Regions from separate parts of the Mus musculus genome. Here all the other regions are linked to region 1. A link is a contact called in public HiCAR-type, HiChIP or PLAC-seq and promoter capture Hi-C data. All regions are on one chromosome and are shown on one strand. The core of a region is the stretch at or near the end of the contact, and the rest is flanking DNA. Distances in the headings are between cores, read along the strand shown.

The links. Promoter capture Hi-C pulls out the DNA fragments that hold promoters and counts their contacts. HiCAR-type assays count read pairs that join an accessible place to other places. HiChIP or PLAC-seq counts read pairs in DNA pulled down with a chosen protein or histone mark.
Region 2: a promoter capture Hi-C map of pre-B cells shows a contact between it and region 1. The contact joins the promoter of Rab3gap2 here to the promoter of A430105J06Rik in region 1. A contact is called at or near these places in 6 of 39 promoter capture datasets (the C10 cell line, embryonic stem cells, fetal liver and 3 more) and 2 of 484 Hi-C or Micro-C datasets (B cells and the G1E-ER4 cell line).
Region 3: a promoter capture Hi-C map of pre-B cells shows a contact between it and region 1. The contact joins the promoter of Iars2 here to the promoter of A430105J06Rik in region 1. A contact is called at or near these places in 7 of 39 promoter capture datasets (the C10 cell line, cranial neural crest, embryonic stem cells and 3 more) and 2 of 115 datasets of contacts at active chromatin or transcription factors (embryonic forebrain and pro-B cells).
Region 4: a HiCAR-type map of astrocytes shows a contact between it and region 1, with 5 times the contacts expected there. The contact joins the promoter of Eprs here to the promoter of A430105J06Rik in region 1. A contact is called at or near these places in 11 of 39 promoter capture datasets (cranial neural crest, embryonic stem cells, hematopoietic stem and progenitor cells and 6 more) and 5 of 115 datasets of contacts at active chromatin or transcription factors (astrocytes, cardiomyocytes, embryonic stem cells and 2 more).
Region 5: a contact with region 1 is called in an H3K27ac HiChIP or PLAC-seq map of embryonic stem cells, with 5 times the contacts expected there. The contact joins the promoter of Slc30a10 here to the promoter of A430105J06Rik in region 1. A contact is called at or near these places in 8 of 39 promoter capture datasets (the 3T3-L1 cell line, embryonic stem cells, frontonasal cranial neural crest and 5 more) and 5 of 115 datasets of contacts at active chromatin or transcription factors (embryonic forebrain, embryonic stem cells, forebrain and 1 more).
Region 6: a HiCAR-type map of fibro-adipogenic progenitors shows a contact between it and region 1, with 5 times the contacts expected there. The contact joins the enhancer-like site here to the promoter of A430105J06Rik in region 1. A contact is called at or near these places in 8 of 39 promoter capture datasets (the 3T3-L1 cell line, 3T3-L1-derived adipocytes, the C10 cell line and 5 more), 2 of 115 datasets of contacts at active chromatin or transcription factors (the 230-238 cell line and fibro-adipogenic progenitors) and 1 of 9 other capture datasets (pancreatic islet).
Region 7: an H3K4me3 HiChIP or PLAC-seq map of stem cell-derived neural progenitor cells shows a contact between it and region 1, with 5 times the contacts expected there. The contact joins the enhancer-like site here to the promoter of A430105J06Rik in region 1. A contact is called at or near these places in 9 of 39 promoter capture datasets (3T3-L1-derived adipocytes, the C10 cell line, cranial neural crest and 4 more), 7 of 115 datasets of contacts at active chromatin or transcription factors (cardiomyocytes, embryonic forebrain, fibro-adipogenic progenitors and 4 more) and 3 of 9 other capture datasets (adipose tissue, liver and pancreatic islet).

What each region holds. Positions count from the first base shown.
Region 1 is chr1:186,747,014-186,751,439 of GRCm38.p6, reverse strand. It overlaps A430105J06Rik (a long non-coding RNA gene), which reads right to left and starts at 2,617. Exons shown (of 2, transcript XR_003948551.1): 1 at 1,616-2,617. It overlaps Rrp15 (ribosomal RNA processing 15 homolog (S. cerevisiae)), which reads left to right and starts at 2,082. Exons shown (of 5, transcript NM_026041.2): 1 at 2,082-2,276. The coding sequence starts at 2,132.
Region 2 is chr1:185,201,847-185,206,272 of GRCm38.p6, reverse strand. It overlaps Rab3gap2 (RAB3 GTPase activating protein subunit 2), which reads right to left and starts at 2,105. Exons shown (of 35, transcript NM_001163754.1): 1 at 1,920-2,105. The coding sequence starts at 2,031.
Region 3 is chr1:185,327,417-185,331,842 of GRCm38.p6, reverse strand. It overlaps Iars2 (isoleucine-tRNA synthetase 2, mitochondrial), which reads left to right and starts at 2,442. Exons shown (of 23, transcript NM_198653.3): 1 at 2,442-2,822; 2 at 4,101-4,223. The coding sequence starts at 2,556. It also overlaps a transcript of Bpnt1 not described here.
Region 4 is chr1:185,360,450-185,364,875 of GRCm38.p6, reverse strand. Eprs (glutamyl-prolyl-tRNA synthetase) reads right to left here and starts at 1,832. Exons shown (of 32, transcript NM_029735.2): 1 at 1,633-1,832. The coding sequence starts at 1,678.
Region 5 is chr1:185,452,601-185,457,026 of GRCm38.p6, reverse strand. It overlaps Slc30a10 (solute carrier family 30, member 10), which reads right to left and starts at 2,179. Exons shown (of 4, transcript NM_001033286.2): 1 at 1,348-2,179; 2 at 598-675. The coding sequence starts at 1,963. It overlaps Gm2061 (predicted gene 2061), which reads left to right and starts at 1,459. Exons shown (of 3, transcript NR_040305.1): 1 at 1,459-1,991; 2 at 2,894-3,022.
Region 6 is chr1:185,652,745-185,657,170 of GRCm38.p6, reverse strand. No RefSeq gene overlaps it. Among named protein-coding and RNA genes, the nearest start is that of Gm35023, 36 kb to the right of the region's middle. Within about 2 kb of position 1,965, at least 2 of the 459 cell types and tissues checked have an H3K27ac peak or open chromatin away from gene starts, as enhancers often do. A contact at or near this core is called in fibro-adipogenic progenitors, where this site is marked.
Region 7 is chr1:185,680,145-185,684,570 of GRCm38.p6, reverse strand. No RefSeq gene overlaps it. Among named protein-coding and RNA genes, the nearest start is that of Gm35023, 64 kb to the right of the region's middle. Within about 2 kb of position 2,505, at least 24 of the 459 cell types and tissues checked have an H3K27ac peak or open chromatin away from gene starts, as enhancers often do. A contact at or near this core is called in stem cell-derived neural progenitor cells, where this site is marked.

The sequences.
Region 1 (4,426 bases), core at 1,368-3,867:
GTTTTCGCTGGTGTTTCGGGGGGGGGGTGTTGGGGAGGGCAGAAGAATGTGAAGTTGAGTTAGTAGGGAGGTGGGGGAAGTGAGACAATATGATTGAAATATATTGTATAGAAAATGAAAATAAATATTAAAAAAACAAAAACAAAATGTGCTGCTGTGGGGTATCCACTAGAGAAGGAGAGGACATAGCTTAAGTCAATAAAAAGTCTTTATTAGCTGGGCAGTGGTGGCGCATGCCTTTAATCCTAGCACTCAGGAGGCAGAGGCAGGCGGATTTCTCAGTTTGAGGCCAGCCTGGTCTACAGAGTAAGTTCCAGGACGGTGAGGGCTACACAGAGAAACCCTGTCTCAAACCCCTGCCTCCCCCCCCCCCCCAAAAAAAAGTCTTTATTAGCTGCCCAGCAACTGGACTGGGATTTTAGGATCTCACCGTACCAGTGAGCCTTTCTGAGGGCGAGCCTTTAAGCACAACCCTATGCTCTGAGTTGATATACTTCAGTTATTAAGAGCAGTTAGCCAGAAATGGAACTGTAGAAGCTAAAAGGAAGGTTAGTACATTTTGAGACTTTCTCAGAACTGTATGGACTTTGATGGATTAGGTCTTTGTTTTTGTTTTGACAGGTGGTACTGTCTACATTTCTTACAGCTTGAATGGTGCTTCCATCATGGAGTCAGTTAGGCTAAGGTCTGGGGCCCTGTTACAGTGCTAAATATGTGACCAAAGCGAAGTAGCCTCAGGGCCAGCCAGCACAGCGTTCTAATTAAAGCACTGTACTGCTATAGAGGTGAGAAGACCCAGGAAGTAGCAATACCTGGGAAACTCATTTATGTGGACTGGAATTGTTCTTTTCAGAGACTTACGCTGGCATCTGATCGTCTCTTAAACCATACTTACAAAGCTGTATTTCCTGTGCCATTAAAAAAAATGTTTTCTTGTTTTTAGGATGTATATATATATATATATATATATATATATATATATACATACATACATAGACACCAATTGAAATCAATCAACATGAGGATTCACATTTTCTGTTGCTTTTCTTTCTTTTCTTATATTTTTATTTTTTTCGAGACAGGATTTCTCTGTGTAGCCCTGGCTGTCCTGGAACTCACTCTGTAGACCAGGCTGGCCTTCAACTCAGAAATCTGCCTGCCTCTGCCTCCCCAGTGCTGGGATTAAAGGTGTGCACCACCACGCCCAGCTTTTCTTTTTCTTTTAAGACAAATCTGGAGTACTAAAAACCAATATATAAAGAATGAAAACCTACTGGTTCGCTATAGACGGCTGCTGGGACGTATTTCAGGAGACCAGATCCTTTAATAACACTGGTGGGCTTTGGGGTGGGGGCTGGAATATGGTGGGGAATCCAAGAGCAAGTCACAAAACCAAGGGGATTCCTTACATTTGTAGTCCTTCGAAGGAAGGGTGGAGTCTGAGTTTAGCAGATTAGTGAAGGAACTAGGTAGGATTTAAAGGTTTAATTTAGGAGGGTAATCCTATTGTCGCCCTCACCCCCAAACCCCACCTTGGGACTAACTGCAAGGCTGCTTTAGTTTAGGGCAGGTGCTAGGGAGGATTTAGGACATGGCTCATTCCACCGCCCCTTACCCGGGCAGCCTCTCAGATCTATCAAAATCCAGAAACGTCCATTCAAAAACACCGTGCTTGGTCCTTAGGGGAAAAACAACAACAACAACAACAACAACAACAACAGAACAATAGCCAACAACAACAACAACAACAACAACAACAGAACAAAAGCCAAACCAGCACAAGAACATGTTAAGAGTTGAGCTTGCTTTCTGATTCCGTAGCTGTTCCCTTGTTATCCATTCCTTCTCGGAGAGTCTCGATTCAGTGGGTTCGGAATGCGGTTTCTAACTCGGAACCCAGCTTCTGGGGGAGGGAAAGGAGAGCAGTCAGCAGCAGCCGCCCAGAAGGGGCCGGGGTGAGGCCAGGAACCGACTCTGCCGGAGAAAACCGGTAGGTCGTGTCCTCTCTCCGTCCCTACCCGAGGCTCCCACAGCGGAACTTCAGGCGGGACAACTGTTCCGGAACTAGAGGAGGAAGTTCCGTGTGTTGCAACACGACGGAATTATCAGGTGGCACTTCCGGCGAGCCAAGATGGCTGCGGCCGTTCAGGACTCACGTGTGAGCCCAGGGGAGATACTGAAGCGTTCTCCGAAGAAGAAGAAAAAGATGAAGATGGTAGCCAAGGCTGCAGCGTCGAAGCTAGAAGATGAGGTCAAAGACTCTTCTGATGGAGAAGGTAATGTGGCCTGGCGGAGCTTCGGCGGCTGAGCTTCCTTCCCATGGCTAGGGTTGCGTTTCCTTGCCGTTGAGTGTGTGGGGCGAGTGAGGTTGGGCGAGGAGCCCTGCTGTTCCGAGGCTCCTCGCTGTCACGGTTAATTTTGTGTTTCCACTCAGTCAGCTGTTACTGAGATGGGCGAAACTGCCGGTGCCAATCAGAAACTTAACAGTAAAGGAAGAGATAATGACAGGCAGTACACAAATTAAGAGCAGAGCAAAAGATGGGCAGGCGATAACCCCAGGCCTTTTGCAGGTCCTGTACCCGCTTAGAAGTGGAGTAAAAACACGGTTAGTTGTCGCAGATCAAAACATAGGCTAAGTGTTTGGGCACAGAAGAACCAAAGCTGGTATTGAGAACCTTGCAAAATGTTCGCATCTTTGGGAGGATTTGACTCTTTTTACTTACAGCCAGTCAGTTTGTTAGCAGATCATAGAAACGGCTGTAAGAGCAATGTTGCGAGCTTCTATTTGGAACCCCTAGCAAAGTGAAAGGAAGGGTCGCGATTGAAATAATGGGTGGGATAGGCTCAGGGAGCCAGCAGCAAGAGGCCACAAGAGAGAAGAAATACTGTTACTGTGCAGGGGGGATTGTGAGCCTTTGGGAGTTAGAAAAGAGAGAGTTAAAGAAATGGTAAAGGAGAGATACTGAAGTAACGTTTGATACAGTTTCAGAATGAAAGGTAGGTGAGTCTCCGGAGGTCTCCCCATTGTGTGGCTGGGGTTGGCTGCTACTTTTAAACATACTTCTTGGCAGGAGCTTCTTAGGAAGCTCAGGCATTTGGCTCCCACACTCCTTTACTGCTTCGGTGTGGCTAATGCTTTCAGTTAACCGCGAATGTGGCTTCAGTTACTACGGGAAGCCACTAGTTCATGAGTAACATTCAGAATTTTTAACTTGCTTTTAACTTGCATGATAGGTCTGGTCACTTGCTGCTCTGCTGTTTTCTGTTCATGTTGGCTGCTCATTCTGGAGGTCTCTGCCTTTTGCCTGCAGTATTCCTGAAACACCTGTATGTCACCTACATTTTCATTGACTTCAGTCTCTGGTCCAGTACTTGTCAAAGAGATTTTCCCTTATTTTTCTAATGCAGCCTTTTCTGTCACTCTCACTTGAGGCTTGATGCTTTGCTTTCTTTAGACGCTTTTATTATTATTATTACTTTATTTATTTTTAAGTTGTATGTATGTGCGCTGGGCGTGAGAGGAGATTGAATGGCTGCTGAGGAAGAAACTGTTCCTGTGGAAGAGCAATGCATGCACATGTTCTCCAGCCCCACTCTGCTCACTTTAAAAGCACCACGTTTTAAATCTTGTGAAGCGTTTGTGCTGTTTGAAAGTTCCCTAAGTGTGCAGACACTTGAACCTCAGTTCCTAGATCAACAACTGTCACTCAGGGGTCCATAAGTTAACGAATGAGTGCACTTGGACTTCAAGACCAAGAAGCAGCTGACTAAGCTTTTGAGGTCCTCAGCCCTCACCAGAGGGGTTAAAAAAACAACCTGTTGGGCAGGAATTAGAAGCTCTGGTCCTGGTGGTGTTTTTACTGCATTGGTTTATTTGCTGTGTACCCACATGTGGAGGTCTGAGGACTTATAGGAGTTTGGCAGCAGGTGCCATTACCTGCTCAGCCATTTTATCTCCTATGGTACAGTTTTGAATTGAATAATTGTAAGCATTACTGTCTAAGAAAAAAAAAACACTATTACATTTAAGTAAGACATCAACACTGCTTTCGGATTTGGGTGGAAATTGGATTTCTTTTCTCAATATTAGATAATTGCGAGGGAAAATGTTCTTTTCAGCACAAATACTGACTAGGTGTCTAAAGTTTTCTTCAGCTTTAGATCATATGTTAAGGAGGCTTTTGAATAATATAGAAACATATAATGAATATAATGAAAACATATAATATAGAAACATCCAATGAATGTTTGCACTCTATTATGTTACAGTAACCCTCTAGGCAGTGACTTAGAGTTACAGTTACAAGAGGATGTGAACACAAGAAATGGTCAGGATGGAGTGTGTCTGGGTGAGGGCATGTGCGGGAAGTATTTATATTGTTCAAAACTAATGATACCACCCACATATGTGACCTTGCAAATAGAG
Region 2 (4,426 bases), core at 856-3,355, 1.5 Mb after region 1:
AGGAGGATCGAGGACAGCCTGGGCTCATAGTAAGTCCCAGGCTCCGTCTCAAAACCAATGGGCAGGGAGGCAGCAAAGGAAAGGTCTTAGAACCCATGCAGGGATTGTAGTTTTTAAAAACATTTAGGGTGTGTGTGTGTGTGTGTGTGTGTGTGTAGCACAACACACGTCTGTGTCACAGTATATGTGTAGGGATGAGGGGAGCTAGCAGGAGTCAGTACCCTCCTTCCATCATGTGGGTACTTCAGATTAAACCCAGGTAGTCAGGGTTAGAAGTAAGCTATTACCTGCTGAGCCTTCTCACTGGCCCAGAATGATTGATGTTTAAGTTTAAGTATAATTAAAAAAAAAAAAAAAAACAACAAAAACCCCTCTATGGATTATAAGGAGAATGTGAGAACACACACACACCCCCTGAAGCTTACCAGGACTATTGTTGAAATCTAATTAGAAGAATCTAAGCGTGCCCCTCTTCTCTACATCCCGTTTCTCACCCCACGTCTGTTGTCCCACACAACCTTCCTCACTTTCCCCTTTCCAATTCCCCCAAGGCCCTACACCCACACTTCTGGCCACTGTGCCACTGAAATGGCACTAGGGTCCCAGTGGCTGTCATCGTCCCCAAACCACTGCTATCTGACCTCTGCCACATTTCCCAAACTGCTGACCACCCCTCACCAGGGTCAGATTCTCTCCTTCAGCTTCTGAGACATTTCCATCACCTGGTGCCCCTCTCTCCCATCTCCCCAAGAACCCTTACAAGACTCCCCAACTTCAGTCTCTTCCTAAGGTTCTCGTCAGTAGCGAGTCCACGACACAACAGTTAGCATTCTATAGACTGAAACCACACTTCACCCTTAACTAATTATCACCTTGACTCCAGCTGCCATACCAAGTGTTGGACGTCTCCACAAGCATTTCAGATATGGCCTTCTTTCTCTCTCAACACACGCGCCTGTCAAGCCATCTATCATGTTAGAGCACCCTCACTCACACGTGACATTACCAGTGAATCATAGTGCTACCAGACGGAAACTACCAAACTTAAGTGGTAGGGAGCAGCAATGACTGGTACAAACTATTCATCCCTAGTTCCTCCCATATTTGATATTTTCAAACATTACTTTTCAGACAGACCCTACTAGGAAGCAGAATCTCCCTAGTGCCCTGGGATAGCTTCTAAATAGTGAAAAGGAGAGTGGTTTTTTAAAAATTATTACTGGGTCTACAGAGCAAAGTGATTTTCATATTAAAAATAAAGAAAGCAGAGTAAGATACCCTCTTTCAAAAGGAGAAATAAAGGAGCATATAATAAAATCCTCAGGTAATACGCAGCATTTAGTAAGCAGCTTTGGGATTTATATTCATGAAGTAGGGCTTGTTAACGTTGTTTGATGGTAATAACAGGCGCTGTTTCTCACCTCAATAGACGCCAATTAACTTTTCTCGACCATGTGGCTGTAATTTTAGTTCCTACCCTGGATTCTCCTCACTTCCTAAGAGGTTACTTTTCTTACTTGGCAGTTTACTCACCACCTTAAAAACCCTTCACTTGCCAATCGGCCATTTATTCCGTAAATCTGAATGACAGAAAAGAGATGGAAGAGGGTGGGGATGCTAAGCACCTCTTGAAGGGGCAGAGCAAAGGCTACATACAGTGCCAGAAATGGAGAAGGATGGGAGTTGGAACAAGCACAGGGTGGAGGGCTGACATTAGGCAGGGACTGGGACGGAGGATGCTATCTCTGAGCAGGTGGTGTGCATAGGGAGAAGACGTGGAGCTGGGACTGGGAAGGAGGGGGTGGGGAGCGGTGACAGACAGGCGACAGGACAGGAGACGCAAAAGGCTGAGGCTGAGAGAGACGGGACGCCGAGGGAAGGGAGGCTTGCAGCCGCGTCCCGGTCGCCGGGACACTTACTCGGGTCCCTCTTCAGGGCGCCGGGGGTCTCCTCCCGCAGGTGAGGGAATAGGAAGTCGCGCGCGGACTGCAGGTCCTGGAAGGAGCAGAACTGGACGATGGAGCAGGCCATGGCTGCAGGGACCCCGCCTCGCGGGGCTCGTGGTCCCTAGCCACGCCCGGGCCACTCCACCCGAAGGCTGACAGCACGGAGCCCCGAAAGCTTCAGCTACCCTGGGGGGGCGGGGACGCCAGACCGGAAGCTGTCAGCACTCCTCGCGAGGGGAGGGTGCTACGCATGCGCGGGACGCCCCGAAGCTGCGCGTGCGCGGGCCGAGCGGGAGCCGAGGGAGGGTGCAGCTTCGGACACGTGACTCGCGGTCTTGTGGCGGAGAGTTAGACGTGGAGCCTGGCCGCATTCTTTCTTGGGCGAGCTTGTCCCGTCATTCTGGCCTTCCTCCAAAGGTGATCTAATTGAACTTTGCGGGGGCCATTGAGTCACCCAAACAATCTTGTTGGTGTGCTTCTACGGACACGACCTAGATCGTTCGCAGATCAGGCGGTTTAAGCTGAGTGTGGGCAGGTGCCTGAGAACTTCGTAATTTTGTTTGTGCTTTTGTTTTTTTTTTTTTTAATGTGGAAGGCTATCCTCAGCACCTATACCCCAACTCCCAAAAGAGTCTGCGGCGCCTATGCCTGTAATCCTTCCTACCTCAGTCTGAGGCAGGTGAATTTCTGGCTGTTGAAGCCACTATCCTGGGCTACAATGCAAAAACAGTGTCTCAAGTAACAAAGCGATGGAAAGCAGCTCCTTAAGGGCTCGTATTAAATAAATACTCCTATCTATAAGTTGCCACGGTTCTGTGAAAGCCCGATGTAGTAACAGGACCAGCGCAGTATTGAATGGTGCTCTGTAATCGTCCGTTTGCCTTTTCATCCGTTTGTTCATCTAACCGCCCAACAAGTATTTGTTAGTGTTTTCCGTGCCAGCCACACTCTAGGCACAGAGCTTCGGAACAGAAAGGGACACATTCCTACGGAACTAAAAAGCTAGTGACTAACACAGGCCAAGTGAAGCAATTACTTACTCAGCTAACTAAAACTGAGAGAATGCTAGGCGGGAAAGAACAACAAAACAGCACGGCAGAACAGAGCTGGGGAGACTGACCCTGTACTTTTCCTTTGGGTTTTGGATAAGGAAAGCACCATCCTTATAGACTCCTGGAGGACTGGGGATCCGTTTAACCCCTTAAATACCTGGTCTCTAGCATGGGATCTGGCACCCAGTTGAGTCCTTGATAAATACTTACTGAAGTATATACACATAAATTAAAGACCAACCTGAGTCTTTTACTTGGATTTGAAAGTACATTTCCATATCTTGCCCAGTTAGACTGTCATAAATATCTTCAAGGAGTCTTGTTTCTTTGATTGTTTGAGATAAGGTCTAGCCATGTAGTCCAGGTTAGCCTCAAACCTTCAATTCCCCTCAATGTCCAAGCACTGGGATTATATGTGTGTACTGTACCATGGCTGACTTCAAAAGAATGTGTTATCCTAATTTTGTAAATGAAAAAAAAAATTGCTCTGTCTCTGATGAAGCTCTTGAAACCCATTTAGCTTACTTTCTTTTTTTTCTTTTTTTTTAAATTAGGTATTTATTTCATTTACATTTCCAATGCTATCCCAAAAGTCCCCCACACGCTCCCCCACCCACTCCCCCACCCTCCCACTCCCACTTCTTGGCCCTGGCGTTCCTCTGTACTGGGGCATATAAAGTTTGCATGATCAATGGGCCTCTCTTTCCACTGATGGCCGACCAGGCCATCTTCTGATATATATGCAGCTAGAGACAAGAGCTCCAGGATACTGGTTAGTTCATATTGTTGTTCCACCTATAGGGTTGCGGATCCCTTTAGCTCCTTGGTTACTTTCTCTAGCTCCTCCATTGGAGGCTCTGTGATCCATCCAATAGCTGACTGTGAGCATCCACTTCTGTGTTTGCTAGGCCCCTTAGCTTACTTTCTGAGATGTGTAAAAGCAAAAAAGATGGGCTGGAGAGATGACTTAGTGGCTGCCCTCCCAGAGGTCCTGAGTTCAATTTCCAGCAACCACATAGTGGCTCACAACCATCTGTAGTGTGATCTGATGCCCTCTTCTGGTGTATCTGAAGACAGCATACTCACATATAAAAACACTTAAAAAAAAAAAAAAAGGCAAAACGGATATTATTTATTTCAGTGTTTATACTAAAGCCTGTAGGCACTATGTCCTAAAGGAAAGTGATGTGCAATCCAGTTAGAGAATATTAGAGAATATTACAGGAATAATTTTGAGTCTAAAAGATGGGGCACGGAGCTTTGGCTTCTGTCAGGTCTGTTGAACACTTAGGCCCAACCGTGACACAAATGGTAACTGCCCTGGTTCTTACTTTTAATTCCTGCATCTAAACTGGACCAACTTTTACAAAATAAGATGATTTTTTATATTACATTGGCTCACCTCTAAGATACATGTTGGATTTGATT
Region 3 (4,426 bases), core at 1,193-3,692, 1.4 Mb after region 1:
CGTTATTTTATGAGGATAATAATAAAAAGATTTTGTTTTTATGTGTTTTCTGCGACTCTCAAACCTTAGTTAATAGAGGCAAACCATAACTTATTTGTTCATATATATTTGTTAATATATATTTGTTCATATACATGCATATATTCATATACATTCATATAAACACACACACGGTATCATTCAGGCAGGCCTCGAATTCTTGGCAGTCCTACCTCAGCTTTTCCTGTACTACACACTCCTATTCTCACCAGCCCAGCGAGAAATGTCCACACACACCACTTACATATCGCTAGGATTGGGAAAGACTTTTTTTTTTTAATTTATTTATTTTATGTATATGAGTACACTGCAGCTATCTTCAGACAGACCAGAAGAGGGCATCTGATTCCATTACAGATGGTTGTGAACCACCATGTGGTCGCTGGGAATTGAACTCAGGATCTCTGGAAGAGGAGTCAGTGCTCTTAACAGCTGAGCCACCTCTCCAGCCCTGGGAAAGACTTCTTTAGTTTATTTCATTTACTCTGTATTTAGACATACCTTTCAGGTGTGGTAAAAATGTCTACAACACACACCCTCTAAAGCCGTACACTGGATGCTGGTGGGATGGCTCAGCAGGCAGTTTGGAGCACACGTTCTTCCAGAGCACTGGGGTTTGGTTCCCAGCACAGGCTCACAACTATCCAAACCTCTAGTTCCATGGTGCTCCACAACCTCTTCTGACCTCCTCTGGTACCAGACACACAAATGGTGCACATAAATACACCCAGGCAAAGACTCATACACATAAATAAATCAAAAAACAAAACAAAACAAAACAAAACAAAACAAAAAACTTAACAGTCCATACATTAGTTTTTGTAGTTACATTGTAACGGCGTAACAATTGCCATAAATACGGACAGATACATTCTCTCTCATGGATTTAGCTTAGCCACTGAGATGCAGAGTCCACCGGCACTCTGGGAAGTATGCCTCTTTCATGAGCTCACAGTATCTTTGTAGGGAGAATTCTGGAGTTTTGTTTTTTTTGTTTTTGTTTGTTTTTAAAAAAACAGACAAACAAATGTTTTTGCTTGAATCCCAGATGCGGGGATATGGGGCTGCTTCAGACCATCCAACTATGACAGCGGCTGCTGACTCTGATTTGCCTCTTGCCCTAGCAGAGGCGTGGTTTTGCTACCTGTGGATAATTTCTGTGATTGTATGATATTTGAAATCAACTTTTCAGATGGTATATAAATGCTAAAGAGTGGAGACAGGGTGGCATAGTTGTGCTCACAGAGAAAATAAGATTGGGGTCTGTATCTCTTTTTCTCTCCTCTATCATTGTTCTTCTCCTATCTAGAGGTAGAGGATGAAACTGGGAGAATAAAGCATGGGAAAAGAATCCACAAAGTAGCTCAGACCAGCTACATATCTTCTCATAGGGTTTCCCAGAAAACAGCCTAGTTGATTGAATACAGCTAGTTGTTCTGGAGAGTTTGGTGGTAATGTTTTCTTCATGCTGCTGTGAGATGACAGCTGTCAGTCAGGTTCTCAAATGGGAAACTACAGTTCAGAGAACGGTATTGTAAATGCTGTCATTTACTACAGAGCAGGGGAGATGGTGGTACAAACAGGAGAATTCACAAAAACGCTTAAACACCGTGTATAATTCCAGGTGCGGGGGAAGGCCCGCATCCCCCGAGCCAGCTGCTTAGAAAGACTAACCATATGGGCCAGCTCTTTGTTTCTGAGAGACCCTAACTCCTTGAATGAGGTGAAAGAGGCATGGAAGATGATTCCCACCATCAACCTAGGACTTCCACATGCACACATAGATGCATGCCCACACATGCAAATATGCACACACACACACACGGAAATGAGAAGGCAAAACAGGCTGTATACTACCTCTGGCAGTCCACGTTTCCACTCTCTCGATACTTGCTACCAAACTTCATGCTTGTTCTAATCTATTAGATGGCTCTGTGTCATCCTGACTCCCAAAGGTGAGCATAGTTTTGCATTCATTGGCTATATTTTTTTTATGAATTGCCTGTGCTTACCTTTCCCCCCTTCCTTTATCTTGTTTGTAGTCACTTTCTATACATTTTTGTTAAAGTGTGGCACAAAAATGGCAAAATTACAGTTGTAAACCCGTGTAGCCCTGGCTGTCCTGCGGAGCTCATTCTGTAGACCAGGCTAGCCTCGAACTTGGAGACCCGACTGGCTCTGCCACCATGTGCTGGGACTAATCCCCTGCACCACCACTGCACGGCTTTAGCTTTGCTACTTTTGTTTATGACCCTGGACAAGTTAATTAAATGTATCTGATTGGGGAAAGCCGAGTGATAGTAAACACCTCTCTCTACCCCTACTAGACCTCATGAAAGACCTGTAGAGATACAGACTTCCAAGCCGGAAAACCCCGCCCTTGCTCTTGCCCCGCCCCTTCCGCCCCGGAGCGCGTGCGCAGTTCCTCGCCGCCGAGCTCTTCAAGGGTCTCTACCTTTAGGTACCGGGCGGCTGCCGTGGGCCGTGTGCGGAGGGCTCCGCCCGGCTCGTCCACCATGCACTGGGGGCTGTGCCCTCGCGGGCCCGGGGCGGCGGCGGTCGCCGCGGCTGGGAGCTTCTGGGGGCCAGCCCGTTTGCCCAGCCGCCTAGGGTGTCTGGGGATGACGAGGAGGCTCGTGGTACGATCCGTGGCCGGGGCGGACAGCCCCCAGAGCAGCTCGAAAGGCGGCAGATACCGTGACACGGTGCTGCTGCCGCAGACCAGCTTCCCGATGAAGCTGCTGGGCCGCCAGCAGTCCGACATGGAGCTGGAGATCCAGCAGGTACCGGACGCGGCCACCCGAGCAGGGCGGGGCGGGCCAGCTCTGCGGGAACCCTGCAGGCCGCGCGGCTTCCCCGGCGAGCGCCCAGCGGGCCGGGTTCCAAAGTGAAGCCCGGAGCCGCACCGAGCACCTTCCGATTTCCGCTCCCAGCGAGTCGGCTTTGCACACTTTTCCCTTTGTCACTTGTCAGAAAGTAGCCAGCGTGAGCATGTGTAAATGAAACTTCAGGAGTGGGCTGGAGAGGTAGCTCGGCGCCTAAGAGCGCTTGCCACCCTTGCGGAGGATCCGCGTTCCGTTTCCAGCACACAAGTCTGGCAGTTCACAACCACCTGTAACTCCAACTCCAGAAGATCCGATGCCTGACCTCTGTCTGCAGGCACCCGCGCTCGCGTGCACCACACACGAATAATCAAAGAGAAACTTAAAACTAAACTTAAAACATTATAAAAGTATTACCAAAGAAGGGAGGTTGAACCCCACCTTAGTCACATGTTTAGGTTTTTCACAGGAATCATGATTTCTTTGAAGGACAAAGTAGCGGCCCTTTTCTGGGTCCCCTGTGTCGTCGGTATCTGTCTCCTATGTCATACTGAATTTGCTAACGTCTGAGATTCATTCGTTAGTGTCTGCACACTAGAGTATTTAAGATATTTCTGATAATCAGGAATACTGCTTAAGTGAATAGCGTTAGCCTGAATATTCTTTGGATTTAGGGAATTATTGAGGCCAAAGAATTGAAAGAATAAATTACCAGTGTGTTTTGGGTGGCAGAGTGGACTGGGAATAGACAGGTTTTTCAGCAGGTCTGTATTGAGGTAGTGAATACTGAGAGACTTGCTAAGAATTTAGAGCCACCATGCCACATAAACGTTTACACTTTAGTCTGAAGAATTGTTGGGATTTTTGAAGACTACTGAAGGGCTGGAGAGATGGCTCAGTGGTTAAGAGCACTGATTGCTCTTCCAGAGGTCCTGAGTTCAAATCCCAGCAACCACGTGGTGGCTCACAACCATCTGTAATGGGATCTGATGCCCTCTTCTGGTGTGTCTGAAGACAGCTACAGTGTACTTATATAAATAAAATAAAGAAAATCTTAAGAATAAATAAATAAAGACTACTGAAAGTGTTAAGAGAATTCTAGTTTATTCCAAAAAGTTTTCCAGGTTCTATTTCTGGGCTGAATGGATTGGAATGGGATAAATGATGACCAGGTATTGATAAGGGTCTATGTATTTATGTGATATCTAAACATTGGCTTTTTTTTTTTTTTTTTAACAGAAATGTGGCTTTTCAGAGCTTTATTCCTGGCAAAGAGAAAGAAAAGTAAAGACGGAATTTTGCCTTCATGACGGGCCTCCTTATGCCAACGGTGACCCTCATGTTGGGCATGCCCTGAACAAGGTAATTAGAATTGAAGTGTAGAGCTTGGAAGTAAGTACTCTGCTAAAGAGTTTATATTGTCTGTGTATGGTAATTATATAAACTAGTATTGGCCTGTGCAAATACATGAATTATTAGTGAGTTTATGTATTTATTATGGTGTTTGGGAGTCAAACCCAGGGCCTTGTTTGTGCTAGGTAAGTATTCTTCTAGTGAACTGCATT
Region 4 (4,426 bases), core at 583-3,082, 1.4 Mb after region 1:
AAAGTGTTTTAGCACACACACACTCTCACAAAATGACATGTTAAAGCCATAAAATCCTCACAATGTGATGGGTTTTTTCTAAATATTTAATCCAATTTTATTACTTAAAAGAGAATATATATCTGATCTATAGGCAATAAAAAATTAAAATAAGAGAAAGAGGTGCAAGCAGAAAAATAATATACATTCTCTAACTGGCTTAGAGTTCAAAATGCAAACCAAATTTAAGAGTGTTTTCCAGAATACCAGCAGAATTTGATTCTGAGTTTTAAGGATACAGACTTCATGGTCCCCTGCAGTGATTTTTCAAGGCAGTTTTTACAAACACAAAAAACCTCACACACACACCCCACCCCTCCGGGGGGGGGGGGGGGGAACAAAAACAAAAAAAAACCAAACCTATAGTTTAGCTATGCACTGAACAGCTAAAATGTGAAAAAACTCTTCCTGTAGTCTCACTAAATTCTGGCAACCAGCGCTGGAAAGGTTTCCTTCTTCCTTACAGAACAAATCAAGGAATCTCAACTGCACTCCGCAGCGGGCAGAACTCAGGCCTCCAGGATTAGCCACGAGGTCAGCATCATCTACCTAGTGCCGTTTCAAACCAAGAATCACATCTACTTCTTTCAGGGCTCATGGATTTGTTGTGAGGTTAGCATACAGAGACTGGAACTAACATGCTAAAATGTTATCATTTTAGAACATTTCAAGCGATTGCTACAGTCTATTTTTAGGGCTGGTGAGTGTGGCTCAACAGTCAAGTGCTTGCCTACAATGCAAAGCTCCCTGAGCTGTTTCCCAGCGCATTAATACATAAATAAATGTCTTTTCACTCCAATAGGCGCAGACTGCTGTCAAAGTTGAGGTTGCAAGAAATTTCATCAGCCCCACATGGCCAATTGTATTCAAGGGGCTGACTTTTTGAGTATTAGAAAAAGTACTTCCAAGTCTACATGATAAAATTTTTGGGTTGTTTCCCAAAGTAATGAAAAGACAGAAATTTTAAACTAGCTAGCAATAGCGTTAGCCACTTTGAAAAATCAATTTCGAATGGAACGTAGGATGACGTTTACTCGAGCCTGGACTACGTCCACGGGGTGTGTAGTAAAACAGCCAGTAGCATTAGTCCGCAGCGTTCCTACGGCTTTCCGTAATTACAGCCTTCGACCACAAGCCAACGCAGCCTCAGTAAAAATTCCAAGTGCTGACAGAAAAGTCTACCTTGCTCCCTTTAACTCGACAACCGAAGGGAAAGTGGGGCAAGTGAATTCAGATCTCCTGAGAGGTGGGGAAGGGGCGGGAGGTTCCTAGATCGCATTAAAAGGACGGGCCGGACAGACAGTTGGGGTTTTAATTCCACTTCAAAAGCCACTTGGGACCCTGGCAGAGTCGCAGCCATAGTCTCGTGTCTCCCCGCGGGGCTCTGGTCCTGTCCCCCCACTCCCGGGACAGCGGGCCTCGGGAGACGGCGCCCCGAGCGGACAGAGGCCGGGGCCACGCGGGGCTGGGTTCCCCGCAGAGCAGAACAGGCCCGTCCGTCCCGGGGCGGGAGGCTCGTTCGGCGTGACCGCCGCGGCACCAGCCCCGCACCCACGCGCTGATGCAACCCGCGCGGGTCGGCGGCGCCCTTACCCAGCGGAGGGTTTCCGGCGTTCACCGTGAGGCACAGCGCCGCCATCTCCCAGGAGCTGCGGTCTACTCGTCGGGCTGCCTTCCTGGCGGCGAGGGTTCAGGTGGAAGCAAGGAGATGCAACGTGTGCGCGCGACCGAAGGCACCGCAGCCCTGACTCCTCCCCACGGGCCGCCACCGCCGGAGTCGGTGCGCACGCTACGACACGTCATAAATATGCGCCCGCCAAGGCAGCCTTCGCTCCGCCCCACTCCACGCGCCACGACTGCAGAGAGGTCAAGGCAGGCTACTCTGTGCGTCATCGCTGCGCGCCCACGACATTTCAGCCTCTCTCCCGTCCCCGGCCCGCGGATACTGACGTCTGGCGAACGCTATTGAACGTAATCGCCGTGCGTCGCCTCCACCTTAACCGCACGCTCCAGTTGCCTCTTGGCAGCAGGACTGGGCACCCGTGAGGTGCCACTCCGTTGTGGAAAAGGAACAGCCGTTAAGACCCATCGGAAAGTGAGGGAAGCAGGCGGACGATAGACTAGTCCATTCTGGGGCAGTGGCACATCCATGCACAAAGTCGACGAGCTACACTGGGTATAAGGGAGCTTCCCTTCAGTCTTCTCTAAAAGGAAATATTTTCAGGATTGTTTGGTGTGGTGCACGTCCCAGCATCTAGGAGGCAAGCTAGAAATACAGAAAACTATGGGGACAAAGAGAAAAAGGACCTGCTTGCTGGGCCTCCTGGCCCTGAGAATCAAGATTTCCAGATGTTACTATCTGTAGTGAAGCCTGCCAATATTGACAATGTTTGGGGGTTTTGTTTGTCTGTTTTAGAGAGAAGCATCTTCAAATGAGAGGGTTAATAATAATTCAGGCTATACAGAGAAACCCTGTCTCAAAAAACCAATAATAATAATTCAGGCTGGAGGCCTACGCGTATGTGAGCTTAAGGATGGTCTGCGAACCTCACAACAGTTAACTTGTGTTCACAGTGGAAACAAAAGAACAATTCAGGAACAGCCCATGACCAAATTCCTTAATAACCTTTAAAAATAATAACTTCAGTGTTCTTGCTAAGACCATGAAGTGTGACTGTGGTATGCGTCCTCTTTGGAGCACCTGTCAACTCCCATGCTTTAAAAAAAAAAAAAATCACATAGTAAACTCCAACTTTGAATCATAGTGGCTGCCTCTGAGGAGGTCTTCATGATAGACTTGTCTTGTCATTTCTGGAATCCAAGGTAATTAGAGAAGAGTATGACTGGGGGTAGGGGATTGAGTCAGAGAAGAAACAAAATGGCATTAAGTGCACTGGCTGGTGCCTTCTTTCATTCCTTTGTAATAGAAGTACCTTGCCGGCTGCAAAATGGCTGTGTATAAATGCTGGTTCAGAGGCAGGGACCCAAAGAAATAGCTACCCTATAGTTACATGAAAACATTGGCACATTCCTGAGGCTATTGGAAGGTAAGGGTAAATATGTACTGCTTCTGAAATCTCGCCTGCACCTTGAACTTGAACTTTTGGAAAATGCCCTGGGCAAACACATGCATCACAGAGAATTTGGATTAGAAACCCCCCTGAAAGATGCCTACTTATACACCCGGAAACAGGACAAATATTAGGGCAGCAGTGTGCTTTTGGTTTTGCATCTGAGCAATCTAGCCAAGGCTCTGCAAGTGTTCTACTCTTAAGATACTAAACACTGAGTCCTGAAGTCTTTCTTGAAGTTCTTGTCTTTTAACCATTACTATACTTATTTGTTGGTTTGATCGTCTGAGGCAGAATCTCTATATCTACCTATCTATCACAAGGATTGACCTGAAATAACTAAAGAACTCTATTTACAAAAAAAAAAAAAAAAAAAAAAAAAAAAAAAAAAAAAAAAAAAACCCAACCAACCAAAAAAACCAAACAAACAAACTGCAGAAAATGGGTTATGTCACAAAAATGAGGCGTTTCCCCAATCCTGTATCCGAAGCCCTGATGCATGCTGGGGAAATCACCACTGAGCTACTTTAAAATGTTTACTTAGGGGGTGGGGATAAGGAGTGTCTCAGCAGTTAAGAACAGTGGCTGCTCTCACAGAGGATTCTGGTTTAATTCCTGGAACCTACATGGTGGCTCACAAACATATATAACTCAGATTGCAGGGTGTCTTAGTTAGAAATTCTGTTGCTCTCATAAAACACTATGGCCAAAAGCAACTTGGGATGGGGGCAGGCTTATTTTATCTCACACTTCCAGATAACAGTCCATCACTGCAGCTGAGTAGGAGCAGGGATTCAAGCAGGAACCTGGAGGCAGGAACCTGATATAGAAGCCATGGAGGGGCGCTATTTACTGGGTTGCTCTTCAGGGCTGGCTCAGCCTGTTTTCTTATAGTACCCAGGACCACCATCTCAGGAATGTCACTGAATACAGAGCTGGGCCCTCCCACGTCAATCATCAGTCAAGAAAATGCACCACAGGCCAATCTGGTGGAAACATTCCTTTTCCAAAATGATTCTAGCTTCTGTTAAGTTGACATAAAACTAGGAAAGAATCCCATACCTTCTCTGGCCCCTGCAGGCATTAGATGCACATACATGTGCACAGATATACATGCACATACATGTGCACAGATATACATGCTGGCAAAATACCAACAAACATAAATAAAAAGAGCACTTGCTGTTACCAGGGTTACCACAGGCAGCTCACCACCATCTCTAACTCCAGCACCCTCTTCAGGCCTCCAGGGCATTGGCCTCACACATACAAACCACACATACATAATTTAAAATAAAAAAACAACTTTTAAATTT
Region 5 (4,426 bases), core at 930-3,429, 1.3 Mb after region 1:
TCGTATGTGGAGCTCAAGAAAACATTTCGCTGATAATGTGGTGGCCAGAAGAACATGATGCATCTGTGGAGATGAGAATAACATGACACAAATGTCGGAGTCAGGAGAACGTGGCCAGGATATGTGGGGATCTGAGGAACATGATACATATGTGGAGATGAGGAAAACATGGCACGCATGTGGAGGTCAGGAGAACATGGCATTATTTGGTACTCAGTGGAACTCGGGAGACCATGACAGGGACATCTAGGGATCAGTGGGATATGATACATATGTAGCAATCAAGAGGTTATGACACTGATAGGTGACGCTCATGAGAACATGACACATATGTGTAACTCAGAGGAACATGGCGCTGATCTGGTCAGCCCAGGAACAGGCAGCTTCAGCGTGGCTTAATTAGAGCAAAGATAAATCATTAGCAACCAGCTTCTCCCTCAGAATCAATGCGATGATTAGGCAAGAGGAGAGGGTCATAGTCTGCAGGTAACTGACCCACTTCCCAGCACACTGTTGCTTTCCTAAAAGCAGAAGTACTCACAGCACAGACCCGTGAGTCAGGGAAAGGAGCCGGAGCTAGCCCACAGACAAGCCTACCTCTGATATTGAGTGCTTCAGACTTCTTCTCTTTTTTCGTCGTCTCTTCTGGTTCATTCTCGGTGTTCAGGGAATCACCTGCATTCAAAGAAGAAACCTTGTGTTGTGTATGAGTTCTACAAACAAAAAGAACCAATGATCTCAAAATGCGGTTTTGTTATTTTCAATTCCTCTTAGCATACAGGAGTCCCCCGCTTCTCCTACACTCAGCCCAAATAGGTACCTTTTAACCCAGAGGAAGCCCGAGGTCCACCCTTGGTCTTCACACACACAGCTTTCAAATTAAAAACGGGACAAGGATAAGCCTACACCTATCCCCCAGATCCTCAATACCCAAGAGGCAGGAGATAGCCCTGACACCGATGTCAGGGGAGGAAACATCCAGTTAGCACCGGAGAAGGGGCAGGATAGGAAATGCTCCGTTGCCCAATAGTTAAGAATTGATTTCCAAGATCAATACTGCCACAGGAGAGGGGAAGATAAGGACTACAGGGTCAAGAAGGAGAAAGAGAGGAAAATGGGGCGGGGGAGGGGGGAGAGAAGGCAAGCAAGGAAGGAGAACGAGGAGGGAGGGAAAGATGGAGAATTAAGTGAGAAGAGAAGCGAAGGGACTTTTTGATAAATCAGTCAAGAAAACGAGCCGAAAAAGAGGTAGTGGATGAGTAAAGGGGTCCAGATGCCAGGAGGAGGAGGGAGAATTGAGGGAAGAACAAAGTGCTCCCAGTCCGGAAGGATGCAACCGAAAGGCACCTGCTACATTAGAGAACACGGTCGCGCCCTCCTGCTGCTTTCTTCCGGCCGAGGACCCCCGGAGAGTCACTGCTGTGCCCGAGCCAGGAGCTGTGGCTGTCGCAGCCTCTTGGGGACACCCCAAAGCGCCACGAGGATCCCCCTGGCTTGGCTGCTGCGAAGGGCGGGTCCGGCGACCCCGCGTGCAGCGGGAGAAGCAGGCGCCGCAGTCCTGGAAGATGAGCAGCCCCACCACGTTGACCGCCAGCCCCAGGGCTCCCACGATAAGCACCAGCTCCGGGTCGTCGATGCGCTCGGGCCGCGCAAGGCGCAACACGGCCTCCACGAAGATGGTGAAGCAGAGCGCAGTGAGGAAGACTGCGTTGCTGAGCGCGCCCACCACCTCGGCCCGCACGTAGCCGTAGGTGGCACTGGAGCCGCGGGGACCGCGCCGCGCGATGTAGCCGGAGCCCAGGCCCACGCACAGCGAGATCAGGTCTGACAGCATGTTGAACGAGTCCGAGAGCAGCGCGATGGAGTTGCCCAGGTAACCCGACACCAGCTCGGCCACGAAGAAGGCCGCGGTGAGCACCAGCATGAACAGCAGCCGGCACGTCTTGCCTGAGTAACGGCCCATCTCTACAGCCCGCTGCGCCCCGCAACAGGTTGGCGGGGGGGGTGGGGGGGGCGGTCTGGAGCCCACCTCCTGCTGCAGGCCCGCCCTTACCCGCCCGGACCTTTTATGCTTCCAGCTCGCGCTCGCGGGACCAGAGTCTGCAGGAGTGGCCCCAGAGTCGCAAAGGCCACCTCCCGGGGCCCCTGCCCCTCCTCCCTCGCCGCCCAAGCTTGATTTGGCTGGTGGCCACCAGCCTGTGTCTCCTTCTAGGTCTGGGCTGGAGACCGGAGCTGCTGGGAGGAGGGGCGCATTGGGATGTCAATCTTCTTAAATCTCCACCTCCACCCTCTCTGAGAGAGAGATGCACGGGATGGTCCCGCTCCTCCAACTCCACCCCGCCTTCACCCCTGGGCTACTACAGATCTGTGTATGCCGCTGATAAGGACCTAGGCTGTAGTGGGTGTGCGCACCGCTGCCTACGTGCCCAGATGCGAGTTGCAGGGCAGATTCCATATGAGCTGGTGGAGCCTAGTGCCCTTAAAGGTGTTTCCTGCTTTTCCACTGGTTAAATGGTATCTCATTCCTCCCGTTAACCCCTGTCCCTGAACCCATAGTCAAAACCCTTTATCCTTTCTTCTTCACAAAGGCCACGAATCCTATTACTCCCTTATAGCACAGTATCGCCATCTCCCTTTTAGGGGTCTCTATCTGAGTCGAGCTGTCTACAGAGGAGAGGAAGGCAGGCAGCCCAGGGTGCATGGCTGCCACTGCTATTAGCATTAGTATGGAGCACTGGTATAGCACTCCAAGGCTGGGATTCTTTGTGTCCCTTGGCCATCAAAGAAGCCAGGTTTGGTCTCCTTTCCTAGTCTGTCAGAAAGAATTTCTACTGCCCCTAAAGGTGACCCTATACTCATAGTTCAATTGACCCAATTTTTTTTTTCCAAATAGACCCTGTTCCAAGTGACAATCACTCAAAGGGAACATGTCCTGGACTTGAGAGTCTACACTGCAGCCCCTTCAGAAAGGGTATTTGCTGTTGGTCACTTCGGAGACAGAAGTTGGTAACCATCGACTGAGGTATCGATGTGATAGGCTTTGGTTTGGAGGAATGTGGGTTTGGGGACTTTGGATTTGGAAAGCAGTGGAATGCTCTAAGCGGGGCTCAGTGAGCCATCCTAGCAGGAATATGGAAGACTTTGTTGCTGAGGGTGATTTGAACTGTGGAAGCCTGGCTCTAGAGGTTTCAGAGGAGAAGGATTTTAATATGTGGTGACCTTGGGGCAAGACCACAACAGCTAAGTTTAGGTTCGGGCATGGCAGTACGCCCCTTTAATCCCAGGAGGCAAAGCCAAGCTGATCTCTGAGTTCAAAGTCAGTCTACAGAGCAAGTTCCAGGACAGCCAAGCTTAGGCAGTAAAGGAGTTGGAAAACAGAAATCCGGTGATACTGTAATAGAACAAGGGGGCCATGTTCCAGCCCCAGCAAGCAGCAACTTCAGCACGTGGCTCTGGCTTTAGGGTCAAGAACAGAAGGAACTACTGGGACAATGGATGCTGGTTGACTGTAGCTAAGAAATCAGCAGTGATTAAGAAGAGACCAGCATCACCGAGGTGAAATCGGAGAAGTGTTTCCTGAGAGCACAGAGAAGCTGTGTTCCGGAGGTAGCTAAGGTTGTCTACAAGTTGCCTTGCTCATGGTGTCTGTTCACAGCAGTAAAACCCTAGCTAAGACAAGTGGGGTGTGGATGGGGGAGCCCTGTGCCTCACTCATTTTAGGAAGGGTCTGAAGGCAAAGCACAATAACCGTGTCTCCCCATAAACTTTAACCACCCTCATGGAGAAAATGCACAGGGTTGGAGCTTGGAAATACATTCTATGCCTTCCTCAAAGCAAAGCCAACGAGCAAGGGACAGTGGTGCAGCAAGGGACAGTGGTGCAGCAAGGGACAGTGGTGCAGGCATTTACTCTCAAATGTCCTAGAGGATTGGCTTGAGACTGGAATCCACTAACAAAACACTCAACCTAAAAAAGAATAATACTGATAATTTGGATTGAATTTACTCTTGCCAGCCCTGTACACGCATATAATGTATTGGGATTATTTGCAGTCCCCACCCTCGGGTCTACTTCTCATACCCCGTGAAGCCCCCTCTTCCCTCTGAGCCTTCTCCTGAAAGCATGTCCATTTGTTTAGTTTCTATCACACCGTATTTATCGTGTGTTTGTGTGTGTGTGTGTGTGTGTGTGTGTGTGTGTGTCGGGGAGGGGTGTGCTCTGCGTATGCATGGCACACATGCTACGGCTTACGGGAGGTCAGAGGTCAACTCTGGGGAGCGATGCTCTCACTCCAGCATGGTACTCTCTGGGATTGGATTCAGAGCACCAGGCTTGGTGCCAAACACTTTTATCTGTTGACCCACCTTTCCAAACCACCCACCCTCTTTTTTTTTGTTTTATTTTGTGGCCTACTCTGTTTAATCAG
Region 6 (4,426 bases), core at 716-3,215, 1.1 Mb after region 1:
TCTTCCTTCACTGAAACAACACCTATACTTAAGAATAAATGGCTTTCTCAAAAAAAAAAAATTTAAGTAAAAACTTAAGTTTTGTAAAATAGTTTTTCAAAACTAAGAATACAATCTCACTAACGTAACAGAGATTAAGTTCTAGATTCATTGATAGGCTACTTACACCAAAGAACAAAGCAAGCATGGATTCTTGCATACCTGGCAGGATGGCAGAGGATGATTTAGCTTCACGTTCGACTTTTCCTGAATGATCATGAAATGCACTGCCTTAGTTAGGGTTTTACTGCTGTGAACAGACACCATGACCAAGGCAAGTCTTACAAAGGACAACATTTAATTGGGACTGGCTTACAGGTTCAGAGGTTCAGTCGATCATCATCAAGGTGGGAATATGGCAGCATCCAGGCAGGCATGGTGCAGGCAGAGCTGAGAGTTCTACATCTTCATCTGAAGGCTGCTAGCAGAATACTGACTTCCAGGCAGCTAGGATGAGGGTCTCAAAGCCCACTCCCACAGTGACACGCCTACTCCAATAGTGCCACTCCCTGGGCCAAACATATACAAATCATCAGCATTGGAGGAGAATGTTCAAGGCCATTTTAATTCTAAGCACAGCTACCATTTGATATCCATGCCACCACCTCTCTCTCTCTCTCTCTCTCTCTCTCTCTCTCTCTCTGTGTGTGTGTGTGTGTGTGTGTGTGTGTGTGTGTGTCTCACATACACACACACTCATGCACACACTCACACACATACACCACTCACACATACACACACCACTCACACACAAACACACCACACTCACAAGTACATATGTTGCCATCTTCCCTGTTGGCTTTCTCCTCCAACAGCATTAACGTTTTCTCCATGTTCTTATTTAACAGTGCCTCTATGGGCTATTGGAGCAGCTGGTCAGTAGGATTTTCATCAGATTTTTAAGTCTTCCATCATTTCTCACATTGATATTTGATTTACTGTGTGTAAAGTTGGACACAAACTGACACAGACTGTAGCCACAAGGGCCTGGCTAGGAGCCCGTAATTAAGAGATAGGACTTTGAATGGCATTAAGTATTAATTACTGGTACAATCAAAACAAAGCAACATAATGAGACAGCTTCCAGCTCATTTTGAGGACAGACACCTAAGGACAAGTTAAGGAAGAAAAAGGAAAAATGAAGGGGGACAGTCTTGGTGAGCCTTGCCAGAAACAAGTGCATAGGATATACACCCCTCTTGCATTAGCAGGAACACAGGCCTCCTCAATTGTAAAAATAATAAATAAGTTAATTAATTAATTAAGGCTCCTGTGGAGAACTCTCTTGTCTTGTCTGTCTCTCTTGGGCAAAGGTTTTCTGTGCCCCTTTCTGCAGGACAATGACATCTAAAGCATTGTTCTTTGCAGATATTTCAGACACAACACAAGCTCCCATAATAAGTAACCCAAGACCTCAGTGGATGCCACGCTTCTCTGGACTTCAGCAACAGGCCTAACCAAGGCTGGAAACATGTAAACTGGCAAGTAGCACACACTCTTCCTATCCAAATTCTACTCGTCCAAAGTCTCTTCTGTGGCCACTGCGGGGCTGCTAGGGAGTGTAGCCTCAGGAAGAAAAGGAAGGCAAAGATTTACCCACAGCTTGAATACTGGTACATTTTCTATTATAGCAAATTCCCCTTCTGCAACATCGTAAATGCTTAGAATCAGAGGACGGATGTTCAGAATAAGAAGGGGTCTGACAGCCAGCTACGAGCAAGGACGCATTTAGATGGTTCCCTTTCTTTCTTTCTTTCTTTCTTTCTTTCTTTCTTTCTTTCTTTCTTTCTTTCTTTCTCTCTCTCTGTTTTGGCAGCAAATAATTATTGAGTCATTATGTTTCCCCTAAATGTGAGTCACCCACTGTCTCTTTGTCCTCGGTTTTATCCAAGAACAGATCCCTGTGCGACACGCCTGCCCACTCACCCATCCCCTGGCCTTTTCTGTTCATAAGAGCTATTCCTCAGGAACACGTATTTAAGGCTCGAAGATCTGGCCACACTGGTGCAGGTCACTGAGGTGGCTCCTTATCCCAAAGAGTATTGATGCTTAAGGCTATTCTAGAATGATTTTTATCTTTCTAAAACTTAAGATACTCTTGATGCTGGAATTATATTTGATGGGTAGCTCCCATTCCTTTTAAACCTGGACTGCTCTTCAAAGTTTCAAACTGGTTTCCCTGACCACTCCAGAACAGAGGAGATTCCTACCCAGTGTTTAAGTTTAAAAGCAAACCTGACCTTTCACCCTCTGTTTCTACACAGTGCCCACCATTCTTTTTACTTGGTATGAAAACATAACACTTTTGCAGCTCCAAAAATGTAGCCAGGGGCCCAATGACATAGCTCCACAGGCAAAGGCACTGCTACCCAAACTGATGAGCAGAGTCTGAGCCCTTGAACCTGAACGGTGGAAGGAGAAGTTTTTCCCTGGCTTGCATGAGGAAACACACAATAAATAATTAATAAATACATAATAAATGCTTTTTTAAAATAGCAAGAATAGCAGACAAAGAGATTCATGAGTTAAAAGAATTTAAACTATTCCACTAAGAGTTAAAAAAAAATAGGGGCTGAAAGATGGCTTAGTGGTTAAGAGCGTTGACTGCTCTTCCAGAGGTCTTGAGTTCAATTCCCAGCAACCACATGGTGGCTCACAACCATCTGTAATGAGATCTGATAACCTCTTCTGGTGTGTCTGAACAGAGTGGCAGCGTACTTACATACATAAAATAAATAAATAAATCTTTTTTTAAAAGAGTTAAAAAAATACACAAGAATTTAGGTGCTTACATATTGGGAACCCTAAACCTCTGATGACCTAAAAACATTACTGAGTACCTGAAACATATATAAGATGCTGATATGCACTTTAACTATTAACTGAATTCTTTCTTTACAGCATACAATGCTGGCCTAATTCTGAGAAATAAAAGTACCAAGATATAAACTGATTTCCTAAGGCCTTGGCTAAGTAAAAGAAATTTTAAAAGACATTTTATTAGACTCTGGTTGGTTTAATTTCAGAATGTGGGGTTTTCTTCCCTTCTCAGCTGTATCTCTTATAAACCCACTTTCTAACGTGCAGCACTCGATCATCTGGTAGACCAGCGTCAGGCCTCCTCACTATCCCCTATCCTCAGGCAATTACCCATCAAGGTTGCAAGTGTCAGAGGTGGTAACGTACCCAGAGGATCTTCTGCTACTCAACACTAACATTTCAGCCTCTACATTTCCTATGACAACAACAAAAACACAAGCAAAATCTACATGGAGAGGGAAGTGTGGGGGGAGAGGGTATTACAGATTATCAAAAGGATACTTTAGATAAATCAATGGCAGACAAGTTAATTGGATCCGCCTGGGGTTCACTCTTTCCTAAGGGTTGAAAGCAAAGGGCTTGAGCAGCAAGAGGATCTGTTCACCACCTTAGAATGTCTTAAGTCTTTCAAAATTTCCAGTCATGTGTGTTGCATAAGATTAATTATCTCCCTCTCTGCTGAACCGTCTAACCATGGCAGCGAAAGTCAGGGTTATCATTTCTCTTTTACTAAAAGTATCGCAGCCAAGATGATCCAGATGGCCCCACTGCTCATAGCTGAGCTTGGTGAAAGCTACAAGAGAAGACGTTTACATCACTGGAAATATATGTGTGGTGCAACCTGCCCTTAACAAAGGCTAACGTAAAATTTCAGTTACTCAAAGGAAGTCAGTTCCAGAGATCTGCTCTCTATCACCATGCTTAGAGTGAACAATGCAGGACTGTACACTGGAAAACTGTTAAGGGGGTAGCTCTCATGTTAAACATCTTTACCACAGTTTTGGAAAACCCAACATTGGATGAAATCAAGACATGGGGATGTCAAAACCTCTTCAGGACATCAAGGCCTGGAAATCTGAGAGGTCTTAAGACTATGCTCTTAGGGAACCCATAATGACAGCATGCCTGTCTAGAAACCTTCCTCTTGTGTAATGATGAAAGGTTACAGTTAAAGACACTGGAATTAGATACTAAAGGACTCTCTTAACATCCTTTGTCAAAGTAAAGAGTCTCTAAAACGTGAGTGCCAGTCAATGGCCTTTCATGTCTGCAGACACGAAACAAAGGGAGTGGGTTTCAATTACAGCAGAGCTCTTTCATAACATCCTAGGAAAGAGACCTCTTAAGGATAAAGCACTTATTATTAAGAGTCCTGTAAAGTACAGCAAAGTCACACTGTTTAGAGGTCCTTTTTTAAAAGTATCTGTCCATTTTGGGAATCTCTGGGTCTCCATGGGGCATGGTGCAATATTTGCCCAGGTGCTACCAGCCGTGAATTCATAAGGTATATATGGCCTAAATGCTTCTGAAAGCAGTTTTTAAGCATGTGCATTCTCTATAAAGTTAG
Region 7 (4,426 bases), core at 1,256-3,755, 1.1 Mb after region 1:
ACCAGCACGGAGACCTGTGCTTAGATCTCCAACACTCATGTGAAAGGCAAGGCTCACGGCACGGCTTGTACCTGTCATCCCAGCACTAGAAGGTCAAGCCAAGAGGCTCGTTGGGGCTCGGTGGCCACCTAGGCCAGCCAAATACATGAGCTACAGGTTCAGTTAGAGACTCTGTCTCAAAAGATAAAGTAGAAAGTGATTGAAGAAGATTCCCAGGGGTGATCTCTGACCTCCACCATACCTGGACACTGTGCACACACATGAATGTATTCACATACATACAGAAGGGGGTGGACATTCATACACACACACACACACATATCACATAAAAACACACCACACTCACAATAACATAAAATGGAAACGAATGAATGGATGAATGAATGAATGAATGAATGAAAAATGGTGTTTGTGTATGTTTTCCCCATTGCCTTTCCAAATAAGAAACTAGAAAGGTAAGTCATTTAATTGAGTTCTGATGGTTCAACAGCTCGTGTGCTGTACACTTTATCAACCACCAATTAATAAGTTAATTTAAAGACAACTGACAGGGCCCTAGGTGGCTGAAAACAACCCATACTGTAACTAAGTCTAGAAATCACCAATCTACACTTCACTTCATACTGGAAATTAAGTGTTCTTAAATCACTATCAAGCAGGAATTGTAAGAAGAGACTTTGGTAATTGTGGGGAAAGAAATGAGAAGGGCGAGGGAGGAAAACATACGTGAAGAACAGAAAAAGTTTTTGAATGAGAAGGTAGGTTCTTAGTTCCACAATTCCAGAGGCCTCAGTCTTCCTCAAAAACTGTGTGTGTGTGTGTGGTGTGTGTGTGGTGTGTGTGTGTGTGTGTAAAACCATGCACATATTATCATCATGGTTTCTTAAGGTCTCATTCTGTGGCCCAGGCTAATCTGGAACTCACTGTATAGCCCATAGTGGCCTCAAATTCAAAGCAATCCTCCTGCCTCAGGCCCCCAAATGCTAGGATTACAAACAAAAGCCACCACACTTGGGGAAATCCTGAACATATTTTTGACAGTATTTTGCAGCTATGCTTGGGAAGGTGAGGTTTGTCTTTGGGTTGTTTTCACACTTAGATTATAAACGTTCCTCATACATTTTCTTAAGCCTCAAACAACTCAAATATAAGAATTGCCACCCTACAAATGAAGAAACACATGCCTGGGAGATTAAACAATAAATGGGAAAGCAGAGCTCCTCAGTGCACATCTCTGAATCCCAACACCAGGGCATCCCTGTCTTCTTCTACCCTCTCAGGAGTGACTGGCCACACCACCTGGGAGGCCCGGGAGCTTGACTCTGGCTGGTCCTAGGCCAACTACGAGTTTTGTTCTAAATCCTCCACTGATTCAGCCAGAACTCTGGTTACTCTACAAGAGAGCATCCTTTCTGTGTGTGCTCTGTGTGTGTGAGAGCGTGTGTGCGTGCGTGCGTGTGTGTGTGTGTGTGTGTGTGTGTGCGCGAGTGTGCATGTGCGTGTGCGTGTGCGTGTGTGTGTGTGTGTGTGTGTGTGTGTGTATGCACGACTATGCATGTTCATTCACCCGTGTGAATGTGAGCACATGTGTGCCCATCACAAAAGGGAAGGTCAGAGGACAACCAAGCTGGTGTTGATTCTTATGTTCTAAGCATCTGGGACAGAGCCTCCCCAGGCAAGCTGGCCTTTGAGCATCAGCGATCCTCCTGTCTGTACTTCCCAGGAAGGAACAACGCTGGGACTGCACAAGTTTGAACTACATCATCTCCCCAGCCTGGGAGTTCCTTGAATATGCTAACAGACATATTTTTTTGAACTCAGAAGTCTAGTTATAAAGAACAGCCAGAGGCTTACAATCACCTGAGTCTTGTTGCTTAGAGTATTCAGGCTTAATGATCACTCAGATCTGAATGCTACACAGTATCTCCCCGGCTGGGGCAGCCCAGGGCCCAAATTGAACTTTAGGGTGGGATGAAAGTTAGGAGGCTGCTGAAGAGAAGGGGATGTTTGCCAGGACAGCTGTGGAATGACTGGCGTGGAAAATAACAGTATGTGGTCTAAGTTCCTTGAGTTCTCTGAAAGAAAGAGCAATTTTAAAACTCGGTTCCTCAGCTGCATGTCTCTGGTGCTCTGGCGTCCTGTGTTCTCTGGCTGCGGCTCTGTCATTTTTCCTTTCCTACATTTTAAGAGGAGGAAGAAAAGGACTGGGATACAGGGGATGGCCCCTCATTCGGGTTTGTATGAATAGCACAAATGGGGATTGAGATATTTTTAAAAAGAAACAGAAACAGACATAAAGTTGGGTGAGGGGTGGCATTATGGAGGTTGGTGAATCTGGGATGAGTTAAAGGAAGAATGGTGAGTGAATATAATCAATATGTATTCTATAAAATTCTCAAAGAATTAATAAATTTTTAAAAGTTGGTTTAGCAGGCCCTTAGCCTTCCCGCAGTGCCTAGTCTTCGAGCGCCCCCTGCCGTTCACCTCCAGTACTCGGCCTTTTCTCTGAGCGCACCTCTTTTCAGCCTCTAGTTATAAAGGTTACCCGGCTACCAAGGCATACACTGTGCTGCTGGGTGTACAACAGGCTTGGAAAATAGCAAAATTAAGTTGATAAAAGTTGTTTCCTGTAGGAGTGTCTCGGAATTCAAGTGGAATGTGGTTCACTAGAAGGTTTAAATAAACCTTCCTTCTTAAACATCTACTTTATCATGAGAACGGCACTGTTTATTCCGCCGGCGATATCTCGTGTCGAAATCTAAACAGTATTTCTTCTCTAATGGAAGCGAGACAGAAAGCCTTGCCAATCAAACAGGCAAGAGAAGCCGGCATCAGACAGCTGGTCTCTGTTTTCAGGGATAAAATTCACATTCATTCACCCAGGCTGGCTCAAAATTTGGAGACAAAGCCGGGAGAAGTCAGAGCTGCAGGAGAAAGTTGCCTTGGTGATTCTTCGATTCTCTCCTTTCTCTCTTCTTAAAGACAAAAAAAGAGAGCGGGGAGGGGAGAATCCCATAGAATCTAAAAGACACAGCAAACAAAAAAATAAAGCAAACTGAGCCCTGAATATATCTGACAATGAATATATTCCCAGTCATTTGTGGATCGTTTAGTTTGGAAGGAAGGTTTCACGCTGTAAGTTGGTCATGAATTTGAACTCACTGTGTAGTTAGTGTGTTTGTGTGTGTGTGTGTGTGTGTATGTGTGTGCATGTGTGCGCGCGCAAGTGCATTCGCTTGCATACACGTGTACACTCTTGTGTGCACATATAGGTGTAGTGTGGGTGACTTTGTGTACCAGTGGGTGCAGGTGTGTAAGCTTATGTGCACCTGTCATAAGGGGCCTATGATCCCTCTGGAGCTGGAGCGAACATAGGTTGTAATTCGACTATTTATGGGTGCTGGGAACTGAACCCCAGGTCCTCTGCAAGAGCAATAAGCACTCTTAACCCCTAAGCCATTTCCTGGAGTCCTGATTTTTTAACTTCTGCCCATGCCTAAGTCCTGCTATAATTTCTCATTTGCTTAGCACTAAGAAGAATTTACAGATATATCCAAGTGGCAGCTGGTTTTGACATTGGTGCCTCCCGGATATTCAACTGACCTGCTGTGTTTCAGAGAACCTGGCCACCCTCAGGACCCTGCATTTCAGATTTCCTTAGAAGTATTCAGAAGTCCCTGATCACCTTCTGGCTGCCATCCCTCAAGGGGTGGCAGGCGTTGCTCAGAGATACTCCAGCCCGGTGACTAATGATGTTTTAAGCAAGTCTCTATTAGCCGTAAGGACAAACAAAAGAGCATTCCTGTCTCCTGTCTCCCGAGCCAAGTACCAAGGCTTTGCTGAAAGGAGATATCTGACTGTGGAGGATGCCCAGTGATGGGGCTTTTCCCATCATAGTGGAATCCAGTGAGGATTACAAACTCATTTTTATAGCATTCCAGTTTCTCTTATAAACAACGTCTTTTTTAAAAGAATGATAATTTTTTAAAGAAGACAAAGGTGTCGGGGCAGACTGAGCACCGGATATGTTTACCAGTGGATCTGTTCAATTACATTTGGGAGTGGTTTTGCGACCGGGCCCCATGTAGCCTAGGCTACCCCCAAACTTACTATACAGCTGAGGCTGGCTTTGATTTCTTGACCCTCCTGCCTCTGTTTCCCAAGAGCCAAGACTGTAAGCATGTGCCCCACGCCCGGCTCTGGCTCCGTCCTCATCCCTTCCTTTTGTCTACCTAAAGTCTGCACATCACCAACAATCTCGTCCAAAAAATCTCTCTTGCGTGTGCCTCGCTACATCACCATTTTCCATTGCCACAAAGCAATGCGGGGCAGGTTTCATCTGGAACCCCCTTCCTGTTCTTCTGTACTTGGGAATGGCCTTGGTCTAAAGCACTATAAAAAGAAATATTACTCATCCTACTAACAT